Linked DNA regions of Hordeum vulgare: region 1 is linked to region 2. A link is a contact called in public Hi-C data. All regions are on one chromosome and are shown on one strand. Each heading gives the region's core, a stretch centred on a gene start, on an enhancer-like site or on the middle of the called end of the contact. The rest is flanking DNA. Distances are from core to core; before and after follow the strand shown. Region 1 holds the start of LOC123444224 (protein PLASTID TRANSCRIPTIONALLY ACTIVE 7). Region 2 holds the start of LOC123440155 (sinapine esterase-like).

What was found. Hi-C and Micro-C count contacts between places; a contact is called where the count stands out from the background.
Region 1: a contact with region 2 is called in a Hi-C map of leaf, with 2.5 times the contacts expected there. The contact joins the promoter of LOC123444224 here to the promoter of LOC123440155 in region 2. A contact is called at or near these places in 2 of 6 Hi-C or Micro-C datasets (leaf and seedling).

Annotation. Positions count from the first base shown.
Region 1 is chr3H:455,194,003-455,201,247 of MorexV3_pseudomolecules_assembly, reverse strand. LOC123444224 (protein PLASTID TRANSCRIPTIONALLY ACTIVE 7) reads left to right here and starts at 4,048. Exons shown (of 4, transcript XM_045120883.1): 1 at 4,048-4,232; 2 at 4,340-4,420; 3 at 5,313-5,665. The coding sequence starts at 4,101. The coding sequence ends at 5,645.
Region 2 is chr3H:455,022,443-455,029,373 of MorexV3_pseudomolecules_assembly, reverse strand. LOC123440155 (sinapine esterase-like) reads right to left here and starts at 5,585. Exons shown (of 4, transcript XM_045116725.1): 1 at 5,257-5,585; 2 at 4,935-5,183; 3 at 4,405-4,821; 4 at 3,916-4,314. The coding sequence starts at 5,533. The coding sequence ends at 4,109. It also overlaps the pseudogene LOC123441851.

The sequences.
Region 1 (7,245 bases), core at 2,799-5,298, 170 kb before region 2:
CTCATGGTTGGGGAAAGCGTGCATCATAGATTTTAGCCTCCCTCAAGCTTGAGCGATGCTATCTCCTTCATGAGGCCAGCAATTATAAATAAAATTCCGATCATGATGAATTAGATGCATAGGATAAAGCAGTTTCTCTACCATACCCGAAGGAATCTCATAATAAGTATTTTTAGTAGGTTCAACGGGTTGAGGAACAATTTCCTCAACTTCTGATCAAGGCGAAGATACCCCAAACAAGCCACTCAAAGGGTGTCTGTTCATGGTTATAAGCAAGAGTTAATTTTAGCACGCACCAGAAATGTTTCCTTGCCAATTTCCACTTACCAAAGGCGCTTCTCTCCATGACAACGACGCCAGAAAAGATTCTTAATGACCCAAAAGTATAGGGGATCAATCATAGTCCTTTCAATAAGTAAGAGTGTCAAACCCAACGAGGAGTAGAAAGAAGTGTCAAACCCAACGAGGAGTAGAAAGAAATGATAAGCAGTTTTTAGCAAGGTATTCTCTGCAAGTGCTATAAGTAACAATGATAGATTGTTTTGTAGCAAGATAATTCATAACAAATGACAAGTAACAATAGTATCAAAGATGCAACAAGGTAGCACAATCTTTTTGTAGCAAAGGACATGCCTGAAAGTTCTCTTATATAAAGTAAGTGCTCCCGAGGACACACATGAATTTCTGTCTAGTCATGTTCATCATATTGAGTTGATTCGCGTTTGATACTTTGATTATTTGATATATGGGTGGACCTGTGCTAAGGTGTTGTTCTTAATTGAACTAACAACCTACTTATGATTACCCCCTCTCGCAAGCATCCGCAACTACGAAAGAAGAATTAGGATAAATCTAACCATAGCATGAAACATGTGGATCCAAATCAGCCCCTTATGAAGCAACACATAAACTGGGGTTTAAGCTTTTGTCACTCCCGCAACCCATCATATCTTTGTTACTCCACAATGACTCCCTTTAGGCCCATAACATGGTGAAGTGTCATGTAGTCAACATTCACATGACCCCACTAAGAGAAGTAACAACATCCATATCATCAAAATATCGAACGAATACCAACTTTATATGATTACTTATAACAAGACTTCTCCCATGTCCTTAGGAACAATAATTAATACTCACACACCATCAACATGTTCAAGATAAGAGGTGTAATAATAATAATAATTAAGGATCTGAACATAATATCTTCCACCAAGTAATCCAACAAGCATCAACTACGAGGTGTAATCAACACAACTAGTAACCCAGAAGTACCAATGTGAGGTTTTGAGACAAAGATTGAATACAAGAGATGAACTAGGGTTGGATATGAGACAGTGTTGGTGAAGATGTTGATGAAGATTGGTCTTCCCACAAAGGAGGAAGCGTTGATGATGACGATGGCTTCGAGTTCCCCCTCTCGGAGGGAAGTTTCCCCGACATAATCTCTTTGTTGGAGAGCCAAAGGGCCACTGTCCAGGTTTGCGCCTCGAGACGACGGCGCTTCATCCCGAAAGATGACTTATGCTTTTTTTCTATGGTAAAACCCACCGCATAGGAGAAGATCGTCATCACAGGGCCAGCTGGGGTCCCACAAGCCATCAGGGCACGACCTGGGGGTGGAGGGTATTGGCTTGTGCACATTTGGTGGTCCCTCTCCATATATTTTTGGCCCACAAATTCTCGAATATTCCAGAAAAATTCTCCATAAAGTTTTAAGTCATTTGGAGAAAGTTGATTTTTCTGCCTTTTTCTCGGTTTCCCGATCCAGAATTCCAGTTTCAAATATTTCCTTCGTAGTGATGTACCTTGCATATTCAGAGAGAAAGAGCATAATAATTGTATGATAATAAGGAATAATGGACATGATCAACACAAATATCAATAGTAATTCATGATGCAAAATGAACGTATCAAACACATGGCCACAAAGTTGTACAATCTCATGTCACCTCGCATCCTCCTGAAGCTTGGCATTGATGTCATTCGACTTGTCTCCTGGCCTTCCTTCTCGAGGATCTTCGCACTTGGATTTTGGCAACAATTGTTGGGAATGGGTGGCCATTCCTATCTCCACCAGGTCCACGATACACCCACGTCTTGATCAATGCCCCCCACATATCATGCACGCTCGTGGTCTTCTGGAGGGCGACTCCCTTTCATGGATGATGTTCACCATCGTCATCAATGCCTAAACTTGTTGCTCCAACACGCCGTTCGCTCGGGTCTGATCAAGCGCCTTACCAACCATCACGCCGCCTACGGTATTTCCCTTTACACCGACGATGTCGTGGTTCTACCATCCTGATCCACCTTAGCTCAAAATCGTGCATGTGCTACTGGACACCTTCGACACTGCCTCTTGTCTCCACACAAACTTCAGCAAATGCTCTCTCCTCCACATCAAATGCTCACCATATGTCTCAGTAGCACTGGGTGCGGTTCTCTCTTGCACGGTTGCATCCTTCCCAATCACCTCCTTCGCCTTCCCTTCTATGTGAAGGTACCGTCACCCTCCTCGCTTCTCCCCCTCGTCGACAAGCTACTAAAGAAATTGCCATCTGGAAGGCCTCCCTCCGCACGCACGTCGAGCACGTCGCACAGGCGCGACACGTTCTAACGACTATGTGGGTGCACATCTATGGGTTGGGGAGATACATTATTTATCTTCTAGTATATTTTCTTTCCTTTCTATTTTTAAAATCTTCCAAAATTCATAAATGTTTTATTAAACTACAAATTTTTTATTTTTTCAAGAATAATTTTTATTGAAGAATAACTTAAAAAATACAACAAAAAATAAACAAAATTCCTTTATTTGGAAATATGAGATATTTTTGAAATTGATTGAACATTTCCATCTTTCGTCGAGCATTTTCTTAAATATAGTACATTTTTACTGTTAAGAAAAATTACTCTGCACTGTAATTTTTTTAAAGAAAATCGACTAAAAAATCGATCATGAAAACCGCTATGATTCATACCGAGCACCGATATGAGCCAGCCTAGTCACCGACGCACCATACGTTTGCTGATATTCTAATGCATGAAGCGTCAAATAGGGGCTCTCCAATGGTTCATTCGGCCCTTGGGGTTTCAACACTACATCCATCGATGATCAATGTTAGGCCATTTACTTCATTTGGGCTTTGCTGAAAGCCCACATATATGCTTCACCCCATATTCTTCTGTTGTGCATCAAAGTTGGTGGTTCTATTTATCACATAGGTTGGCGGTTGTCGACCAAACGCGCATCCCCTCACTGGTCGCACTTCCAAGTAGCGCTCACTCCATCCACCGGTTTTGGGAAGGTTCTATACCTTTTTTTCATTTTTCATATTTTTTTCCTCTTTCCATAACCTCTTTCATGTTTGTTTTTTCTTTTAGTTTCGTTTTTTCCTTTTTTATTCCTTTCTCACTTTTTATTTTTATTTTTCAAACATATTTTGAATTCATGGACATTTTCTAAAATCATGAAGATTTTTTGAGTTGTGATTTTTTTTGAAATTGTAAATTTTTCTGGAATCACAACCATTTTTTTAGAAATTCTTGACATTTTTGAAATCACAATCAGTTTTACAAACTTTTGAATATTTTTGAAAACCATGAACATTTTTTTTCGAAATTGTGATTGCTTTTTAGTAAATTGTGAACATTTTTAAATCAGGAATGTTTTTCAAATTTGTAATAATTTTTACATGTCACGAATTGTTTCCGAAATCACAAACATGTTTTCTGAAACTCATGAATATGTTTGAATTCATGAACATATTTTCAAATTCTAGAATAATTTTTTGAATTCAAGATTTTTTTTGGAAATCACAGACATTTATCAAATTGAAGAACTAAAATCGAAATCGTGAACACGTTTTGAATTCATGATCTTTTTTAAAATTTCTGAAGATTTTGAAATTCGTTTTTTAAAATCCCAAACATTTTTAATGAAGCCAAAAAGAACAACAGGAAAAAAGTAGCGGCACCCGCGCCGCACATGGGCAGGCCCAAAAGCATGCGCAGGTCGATGAATAAGGTCCCGCAGCGCTTGCTCGTGCCCAAACAGGTCGAGAACTGGATGAGGTAAGAACCTCCCGGTCCAAAAAATGTCCATGGCAATGGCCGCTTCCTTCGCCGCCCGCCACCACCACGGTCACCTCGCCGCCGGCCTCCCCTCCATCCCTCAAGCAAGCGGGAGGACTAGCCGCAGCGGTGGCACCATCTCCATGAAGGCTCAGGTGGAAGCCCGACCCAGGCAACCTACTTCCCTTCCCCTTTTCTTCTCCTCCTCGCCAACTCACGCAATCCTTATCATTTTGTTTCCATTATCTCGTAGAAAAAGCAGAGCAGTGAGCCTGGAAGTGGGAAGGGGGCCGGGGACGGGCGAGTCAGCGGTGGGCGGCGAGTGTGGCGCCGCCGGAAACTGGTATGCGCAACAGCCGAACAAGGCCGGTCTCCTCGTCTCTGCGTGGTTGTTTCTGTTGGAATTAGGACGGTGAAATACGATTGGGCCTAGAACTTTTGCGTCCCTGTTCAGTGGAGTAGGTTGGGCATACTGATGTTCAGGAGACCCGAGAACCATCATTCGGTGTCCATTACCATGTGGTGTACAGTATTTGACAAAATCTAAAACACAGCCACACAGGATAAATGATTGGCTTGTGTTCATCGAAGTTCAGTACAGGGATACATATAGCTCTGCTTGTAACAGAGCCAGACGCACACTGAATCGGAGATACATATAGTTCAGCAAAGGGAGAGTTGTGTGCTTGCTTGTTATGTTATGATAAGTAATGGAATCCGGACCCACTTTGGGAGGTTCTTAAAGAAAATGGAGAGTTGTGTGATGAGATATATATCAATTTTACGCAGGCCCTTTGGTCGTGCTGGGTCATGACCTTGCATTGAATTGCAGTTTTTTCTAAACTTGTCAAATAAGAAGTTGGTGACTCTTATGCTGCAGACTTTCTTTCCAACTGATTTACGCTGCGGTCTTAGACTATGTTTCTTGTAGACAATCCAATCATTGTCATGGGAAGTAGGAACGAGCTGCCTTCTTTTCCTTCTGGGTAAACTGTGTCACACGTCCAGCGCTGCTTGGCCATTTCCGAGCAGTTATGCAGGCATGCAAGCAGCTGTATATCACACATTTGTTGTTTGCATAGGCAATAAAACCGCCATGGGATGAAATCAGTTGAAATGGAAACAATAGGCATTGTTGACATGTATTAGAAACTTTACATTCTTTCCTTATTTCCATCTTATTTGCTAGCACCATCGTGACATCATGCTTAAAAATCCCCTTCCGTTTGTGGCAGACCAAAGAGGATGATATGTTGCGTTACAAGTTGGATCGTATCCCTTTCTTAGAAGAGAAAGTGAGAAAAGTAAGGGAAAATGGGAAGCTTGTGTGCTTGGATATCAACCAGCTCATGTTATCTCAAGAGAATAGGTTTGCATTCACAATGGAGGTGGCAGAAGAAGCTAATGCCTATCTTGAGAAACACAGGCATGAGTATGGATTGAAAAAACCTATACTACATGTGCTCAGTGACCGCATGAATGAAGCTGGATTTTCTCGGCCAGAGGGCTACCTTTATCCTTATCCTATCAAGCCCGGGCCTTATTTCATAAAAGAAGAAGGCAATTGAATAGAATCACATGCTTTATCGTAAGTATATCTCACAACTCACTCTCCAATTACTCTTTACTTCCTTCTCTATGCTTGAATTATTATCCTCAGTTGTATATGTCATGAGTGCGATGAGTGTGCTTTCACACAAGCATGCCCTAGTGTGGGAGAATCTGGGTCTAGTCAGAATCGAGAACAGAACAGAAGAGCACAGAACAGCTTGAGCTCACAAGAAATTATTATCACTGCACCAAATGGCATCATGTATTTGTAGCACTTGGTGCCCTTTAAAATGAACCAGTCCCAACTTCACTTGACTAGACTATTTAGAGGATAAGAGTAATATCTATCCCGCTCTCTGATATATTTGGATATATAAACCATACTGCAGGTGTTTTGAAAATCATACAGGCTTTGCTACCGCGAGTGACTGGTCGCTCATATGACCCGCTTTCATGTAGTAATACCCCACACGGTCATTTGCAGGGATATGTACGAAGGGTCTTAACTCTAGCCATTCCTCCCGGGCCTTCGGCGTGGATCATGCCTAGAGTTTGCACCTCCATAGTCATAGTCCTGAATCTCTGTGAGAATCTTCCTGCTGTGCCCCTGCATTTAGAGCACAGAGAACAAGAATACATGAAATTTAGCATATGAATAGATAGAAGTTATTCTGTTCATCTGGTATTTGTCGATTGAAGCATAAATTGTAGACATATTTCCTCTAGTGAAGCATAAGTTATATAGCAAAAGTGACCAACCGTTAGAGGAAAACATAAAGAGCTAGAAAGTATTAGCTAGCACTCACATATATGTCTATGGAACGGAAATAATGAAACACAACAAGCATTGCGGTCAAAAACTTTGAGATCAACATAGGCAGACCTTTATGAACTTCGGGGGAACAGCATTATCAATTTCTACCACTATGGTTTGGCCTGCATGAAAAAAGAAGTTGTTGTATATATATTTAATGACGTAGTAAAATACTGGGAAGAACAAATAGCAAACACCATACCTGCAGATGCATTGAAGAGAGCAATTAGAAGAATGATGGCGAGTACAAAAGTGGGTTTAGGCATGTTGTTCTCCGCTAGCTGCTAAAGGAGACTTGTTCCCTGGAGGATTGTTGGCGAGAAGCTATTGCGTCTCTGCCCCTTTTATACATGGATGATGGGTTGAGCTGTAGGAAAGAGAGAAAAAAGGTTTTACTTTGGATATGGTCTACCAGTAATGATTGTTCTACAGGATTATCCTGAAACTTGATATCCCACAATACAAGGTCAACTGCATTTGGCTCAAGCTACTTTAAAACCTAACCTGTGTGTTCTTCTTTAAAACGTTTGTGTTAACAGCACCATATTCTTATCATATTGGATGAAATGTCACATATAGCTTCGAATGGTAGATACTAGATAGCAGTAACTAGACTTGAAATTATTCGTAGTCTTCCTCTTGATCAGCTATGCATGGAATGATGGCTTAACTCTGCAAAAGGATTGCCATGATTAGATTATGTCCTAGCCATTTCATGAGCTGAGTATTCCACAAAATACCAATGTTATAGTGATGATAAGGTTCTTACCTCTGCATGTTATAATGGTGCCTATTTGGTGCAA
Region 2 (6,931 bases), core at 4,336-6,835:
CTATGGAAAAAAGAAATGTAAAATAAAGAAAAACATGAAAAACCTAATAATAACGAAGTGTGAAAAACATTAAAGAAATCTTATATTGTCATTTTTTGTTTTTTTAATTGGTTTAAACTTACAATCTTATCTCTACTATTAAAGGGGATCTGCCGTTTGTCGTGATGGTTCGACCACGACAGATCCCCCTCGCTAGCACTGCCATCGCTAGCAGTTTCACCGATTTTTTCCATCCCTCCAAAAACCAATCGATTTAATATAGAAAAAACCGGTTCATAGAGAAAACCATCTACCTCCCCACCTCGAACAACCCACGCACCACCCGAAAACGCACCTCCCTCGTAACCTCCTTCTCCTGCGATCCAAAAATATCGGAAGGAAAACCAAGCCCACGCACGCACCAAGCCCACACACGCACGTCTCGTCCCGCAGACCCCCACCCACGTCTCCCATCCACAACCGCCCAAATCAGCCGGCAATCCGTTTATCGCCTCGCCGGTCGCCGCTCTCCAACTCCCTTCAGGCCGTTTCCCCCTCCATCGCCGCACCTTGTCCCTCACCCTTTGGGATGAGGCGGTGCAGGCGGGTGGTGTTTCATGGGCAGGAGGCATGGGACGTGGGAGTCGAAAGCTGAGAGGGGTCTGGGGTGTGGGTGCGGGTGTGGACGAGAGGGCTGAGGTAGGACGCCACGACGAAGGCCGCCATGTCAGCGAGCCCGACCATTCTTGCCTCGCGGCCATGCAAGGTGAGAAGAGGAACAAATCTGATCTTCGAGGGCAGGCCGTGCAGGAGGAGGAGGTGCCGCCGATCTCAATGATGGCACACCAGATAGGTTGGAGGAGGAAGACCAAACTCAGCCTTGAAGGTCATAGACTTTGGTTTGTCTGACTTCGTAAAGCCAGGTTAGTCTAACATATTTCCATTCAGATTTTTGTTTAACATTTTGTTTTTACTACATTTAAATGTGACTGTATTGTGAGACACCACAATTGTTACATCTTCAGATGAAAGACTAAACGACATTGTTGGACGCGCGTATTATGTTGCTCCTCAGGTGCTTCATCGATCTTATGGCATTGAGGGAGATATGTGGAGCATTGGAGTAATTGCCTACATTTTGCTTTGTGGGAGCCGACATTTCTGGGTACCCACAGAATCTGGAATATTCCGAGTTGTCCTTAAGGCAGAACCAAGGTTTGATGAGGCCCCATGGCGTACTCTCTCTGCTGAAGCCAAAGACTTCGTAAAAAGGTTGCTTAATAAGGATTACCACAAGAGGATGTCTGCCTCACAAGCTCTCAGTAAGAACTATATTTGTTTGGCACTGATGTACAGTAATGTCCTCCTTCGGAAGACTATCCTTCTGCAGAATGATGCTTAACTGTTTACTTGTGCAATGGTACCTGCAGGTCACCCATGGATCTGAGATGCACAACAAGTGAAGATTCCTTTAGATATGATAATCTACAAGCTTATGAGAGCTTATATCAGTTCATCTTCATTGCGGAAGTCTGCTTTGAGGGTATACACTATGCACTTGAAACAGACTTAAGAAAACAAAGCATATAGGATTTTATGCATATTATTTGTTGCAAATTTGTTCTTCAATATGCAATCCATAATTTATTTTCTTTCCCACATTTTTTTTGCATTGAGTACTTGAGATACCTAAGGTCGCTGTTATATAAACATATTAGTCTGTACAGTTAGTTTCATACCATTATGTCCTGAGGCCATGTTTTATGGATGTCCATTTATTTCGTAGGCCCTAGCTAAGACATTGATAGCGAATCAACCGTTCTATCTGAAAGAGCAGTTTGAATTGTTGGGTCCAAATAAGAGTGGTTATATCTTCTTGCATAATTTGAAATCGGTTAGTAATATTACATTCGTTACTCAGTCTAATTTATAGCATGCAGTTGCTGAAAATGGAAAATGGAACTTGCAGGCTCTGGTGAAGAATTCCACGGACGCAATGAAGGATTACAGGGCTATCGACTTTGTTAACACGGTAAGCCTTCTACAGATCTTGAGTTGTATGATCTGTTAGACTGGGACGCCCACTTACCTGCCAAGATGGTGTACCAGGTATGCACCCTTCAGTACAGAAAGTTGGATTTCGAAGAGTTTGCGGCCTCTGCCAATAGTGTATATCAGATGGAAGCCCTGGAGACCTGGGAACAGCATGCTCGGCGCGCATACGAGCTGTTCGACAGTGAGGGTGGTTCAAGGTTCTTTCCTTATTTTTCATTATTCTTGTAGTTTTTGGGTGATGTATGATTTCTTCCTTCTAAAAGATGTATGGTAATGCACGAGCTTAACCTCAAACTAATTATACAGACTTGCTTTGATTTGCTAGATGTACATGCTTCAGTTGTAGGAGACACATGCCTTCTATGTTCTTGTCATTGTTTTTCTGATGTCGATTTACAATTTACAGAGTTTACGTTCCACAATATCTTCTCCTTCCATTGCCATATGCCTATATGGTTATAACTCTTGTATAATTACAGAGTGCGTTCGTTGGTTGGGACCAACCATGGACCGGATACCTCTAGCTTGTGCTCCACCACGCTTGCCCTTGGTAGGTTGATGTGCACATGCTGGTTTCTAACAAACGCATGCGACTATACAGGTAAAGATTACATATTGTTGAAGTTTTTTTTTACTGATTGGGTCACAAGCCGAGACTGGCATGTTGCAACTTCTGTGTTGGATGTTGTGTGTGGGTTAATGGGTCGTTCAAGGTTCTTTCCCTTATTTTTTATTTTTCCTGCAGTAAACTATATGTTGATCCTGAGGTGCTTCCGAAGATCAGGTTGACTTGAAACAGTAACTGATTCAATACTTGGTCCGAAAATTTCACAATATGACTTTGTAAATAAATGATATGGCATTCAGTGTGCACTTAGATTATTTCTCACATTCTTTGGATAAAAGTTCATTTGGTGGGCAAGCATGTACACATGGAACTCTCTTCAATTTCTATGTATCCTTATCCGATTTCGGTAAGAACTCATGCATTTTTTGTTTTCATCTTTGAAAACCAGTATGTTTATGGCTTTATGCAACGCTCGCTTTGTTCAGATAATGGCAATACGTTCAGCTCAAAAAAATCACAGGGGGTCTAAAATCCAAATACTTGAAAAACATACACCTACATATGAACCTTACCAATCCATAAAAATATCGAATGACAAATAAGAGCTAGCTTATCATTTCATAGTGAAACTATATGGAATAAAATAGTGTAATGACACTGAAGCTAGAGGAGAGGTTGTCTTACCTGGGTAAGATAAATAAGATGTGTGTCGAGAAAATTTTAAACCAACGAAAAAAGAGATGAATCTGATGGAACAAATACAACCAATGCAACATTGTTATGGTGTTCCGTGACAACTTATGGACATTTAGCTAGTAAAGAGGTAGTATCCATCTATGGTTGAAGGAAGCTAGCTGGTGCAGTGGCACGGTCGTGCCAGTTCAATCGGGAGGTCAGCCGGTTCGAATACTGGCTTCAACCAACTTTTTAATATTTTCGTAAAGGACATGTCTATGATTAAGTATAGTCGGCAGGGGTCTTTCTGCAAAAACATATGACACATGTCACCTGACATGCGGGCCAGGTCTGTCAGATACGTGGTCAATACGCGTTTATATGCCTGTCATTCCGTATTGCAACAATTAGTCTCTGAAATGATACTAATGCGCAAATTCTATGACTATTGATACCAATCCGTTACGACGTGTCCAAGTGTGGTAGTGCCCTGCAATTATCTCAACTATACATGTTTGATATTTTGGATTTTGATATATTTCTATATAACTTTGATCAAACCTTAAACGATTTGGTTTTTTAAAAAGTGACACACCTTATATTTTGAAACAGTTTATTTAAAAAAAACATTAACGGCGTAGCAAAACGCATCCAACCCTTCTGATATATGCCTATCTAGATCGGATGGCTCACAATCATCTAAAATAACTTAGTACAAATCTAGACTTCTGAGAGTCAATATCGTTGATGATAACCTCGTACATTTCTCCTGTCCCTTGAGCAATATTCTGTACGATACTTTGACAATCAGATGTAACATGCACTATTGCGCTAGCAGTTATGGTTGCATGTGGACATGATGGGCGGCGCGGCGAACGGGCCGTCGAGCATCCCGCGGGCCATGAGCTTGTACACCGCCTCCGTCATGTGCAGGCCGTCGAAATTTACGTGCCTAGACGGGTCTGGGCACGGCACCGCCGCTGATCCCGAAATGAAGACGGGGTAGCAGGCCTCTAACACCGTTTCCTTGCCGAACCCTGAATGCACACCACGAAAATAATACAGTAAGATCAAAGCCGTTCTGGACATGATGTGTTGCCATGGTAGGATTCTTGCTTAGGGCTTGCCGTTTTGCGTGGGCGCGGTGATGAGGCCGAGGACGTTGTCGTAGGAGTCAACGTAGGTGATGGACACGCTGGGGTGGTCGCGGCGGAGCTTCTCGAGCTTGGCTTCCAGCATGTGGTTGTGGACGAGGATGAGGTCGTTGAGCCTCTGAAGGCAGCCCGTGGCATGGTCGCGGTCGTCGTCGGGGAAGAGGAAGAGGTACAGCGGGGTGCACCCCAGCGGGAAGATACCCGGCACATACATGGTCTTGGCGCCCAGCTCGATCAGAGCCTCGATGGACATAGCGATGGACCTGATGACCTGGGGCACGAGGGGCCTGACCCATTCGAGGGTCTTGTTCTGCAAGAAGGGGTGGTTGTAGTCGTTGAGGCCGATCTCCCCCACCAGGAACAGCGAGCTCGCCATCAACTCCTTCCTCTCTGCATGGCCATGATGCGGTGGTCAGTGCGTTTGCGTAGGCAGCGTAGCCATGGCGCTATGCGTGCACTTAATTGCTCTGGTTTTGTTATCTTCTGTTTGTGGTACACGTTACCTTGGTCCGTGGAGGCGACCATGGCGAGCACTTTCTTGAACCAGCCGATCTGGACGCCGAGGGAGTAAGGGGGGATCGGGCTCGGGGTAAGCAGGTCAACGCTGAGGTTCTTTTTCAGGAAGAAATCCTGGCTCAGCGCCGTGGCGGCCGCAACCGCAAAATTGGCGCCGTACCGGAATTCCTCCGCCGGTAGCTTCCTGGTTGACACCTGCAGGTACGCCGGCCAGTACTGGAACCCCAGCCTCTCCACTGCACGTACGAATTATCATGCATCATGCATGTAAGTACTAAGTAGATGTCGACGTGTCGTCCAAACACTTACCGATGAAGTCGACGATGAGGCGGCCGTCGGACCAACGGCCGGAGGGGCGGCCGAAAAAGGTCTCGCCGTATGGCAGCGCTAGGACGGGCCCTGACGCGGTGGAGTAGTGGATGATGTAGTTGCCTGTGTCAGTTAGAGAGTCGCCGAAGCTGAATAGACGCTTGTAGCAGCTGCTCCGGTTCACAGGCGCAGGCGATGAGGACGCTGTCGTGGACAGGGACAGCGCAAGAAGCGCGGCCACGAAAATCTGCAGAGGCAGAGGCGACGCCACCGCCATTGTGGTGGATGTGGATGGAAAGCAATAGTTTCGACCTCGAGCTAGCCTCAATCAGATCTGCCCTGCTGCCCGGCCAGACTTCAGCGAAGGCTATTTGTAATGTCTTGCGTAGTGCCTAGCTTACTTCTCTCAGCCACATATTTTTTAATCACGATGAGCGCTCTAACTCCGTTTTAAAATAAGTGTCACTAATTTAAGATTTTTTTAATAAGGGTGTGGTTAATTTAGGACTAAATTTTTAACATTTATTTTGAAACAGAAAAAATATATCACTTCACTGTGACTTGATTAAATCTCAGTCCAAGACCTAACCACAACCTTATAAAATCGTCCGTCCCCATCGATCGCATACGGGGACTTCGATTGGTGTTGCCAAAGGGAATGACGTGTGAAGAATTAATTAGGGAATTAATCGATCGATTGATCGATGACGCGCAGTTGACTTGTACAATGTGATCCAGGTACGGGATCGATCGAAGGCATCTCGTTCTTGCACTAGGGTTAGCTAGAGATGATGACATCCCATGTGTCGATGCGGAAATCGATTCAATGTTGCATGAAATATTAGTATTTAAATTAACAATACAAGAATAGAAACTAGAATACACATGTTCGACACGATTTTGGTGAAACTTTGTTATGTTTATATGTACGTACATGCATGTATATGACCAAGAATAGTATGCTGTTTTTTTATCACAAGATCGATAAGAAGGTGGACACACGAGACGGCTGCTAGTATATTATTTGCGGCTGGTGGATCTTTAAAATCTGAAAATAAAATTTCGTGCGGCAGAAGAACACAAGCAGTAGGACTAGAATGCATCCATACATAGTTGATTTTTAACATATACTAGACCGAAGGAGCCGCCTATGCCGAATCCTAATGCCCACAATGTGGCTCACAGTAGCCCTCCGGGTGCTGCGGTGACGCTATGGCGACGAAGATTATTCATCGCTGGAGGAGGAGGAGGTGAGGTCGACCAAGGTAGTATCATACACGACGGCTTCAAGGCGCCACATCGTCATGTTGTCGTTGAAATCGCACGCCTTCGCAAGCCCCCGTCATACACGAAGGCATCGATTTCCTCGTCTCAACGGCAGCGCTGCGGCACCTCCTCCTCGTGCGCACTGCCCGCGATGATGGCCGCCTCGATGGCATTCACATTAGAAGGAGGAAGGAAATCCTCGGGCTCGACGACATCAATGCTCCCCCGCTCCGCCTCCGCCTTTCTCTTCACCGCACGGAGTGGCGGGAGCTCCTCCGGCTCCCTGTTCACCGGAGGGAGAAGCATACCCGAGCTAGCCGACGTGGCGGAGCTGCCCGCGCTGGAGGGGCTTCCCCCGTAGGAGGAGAGTCGAGCTTCCCGCTGGTCGTACTCCTCCATCTCAGGACTA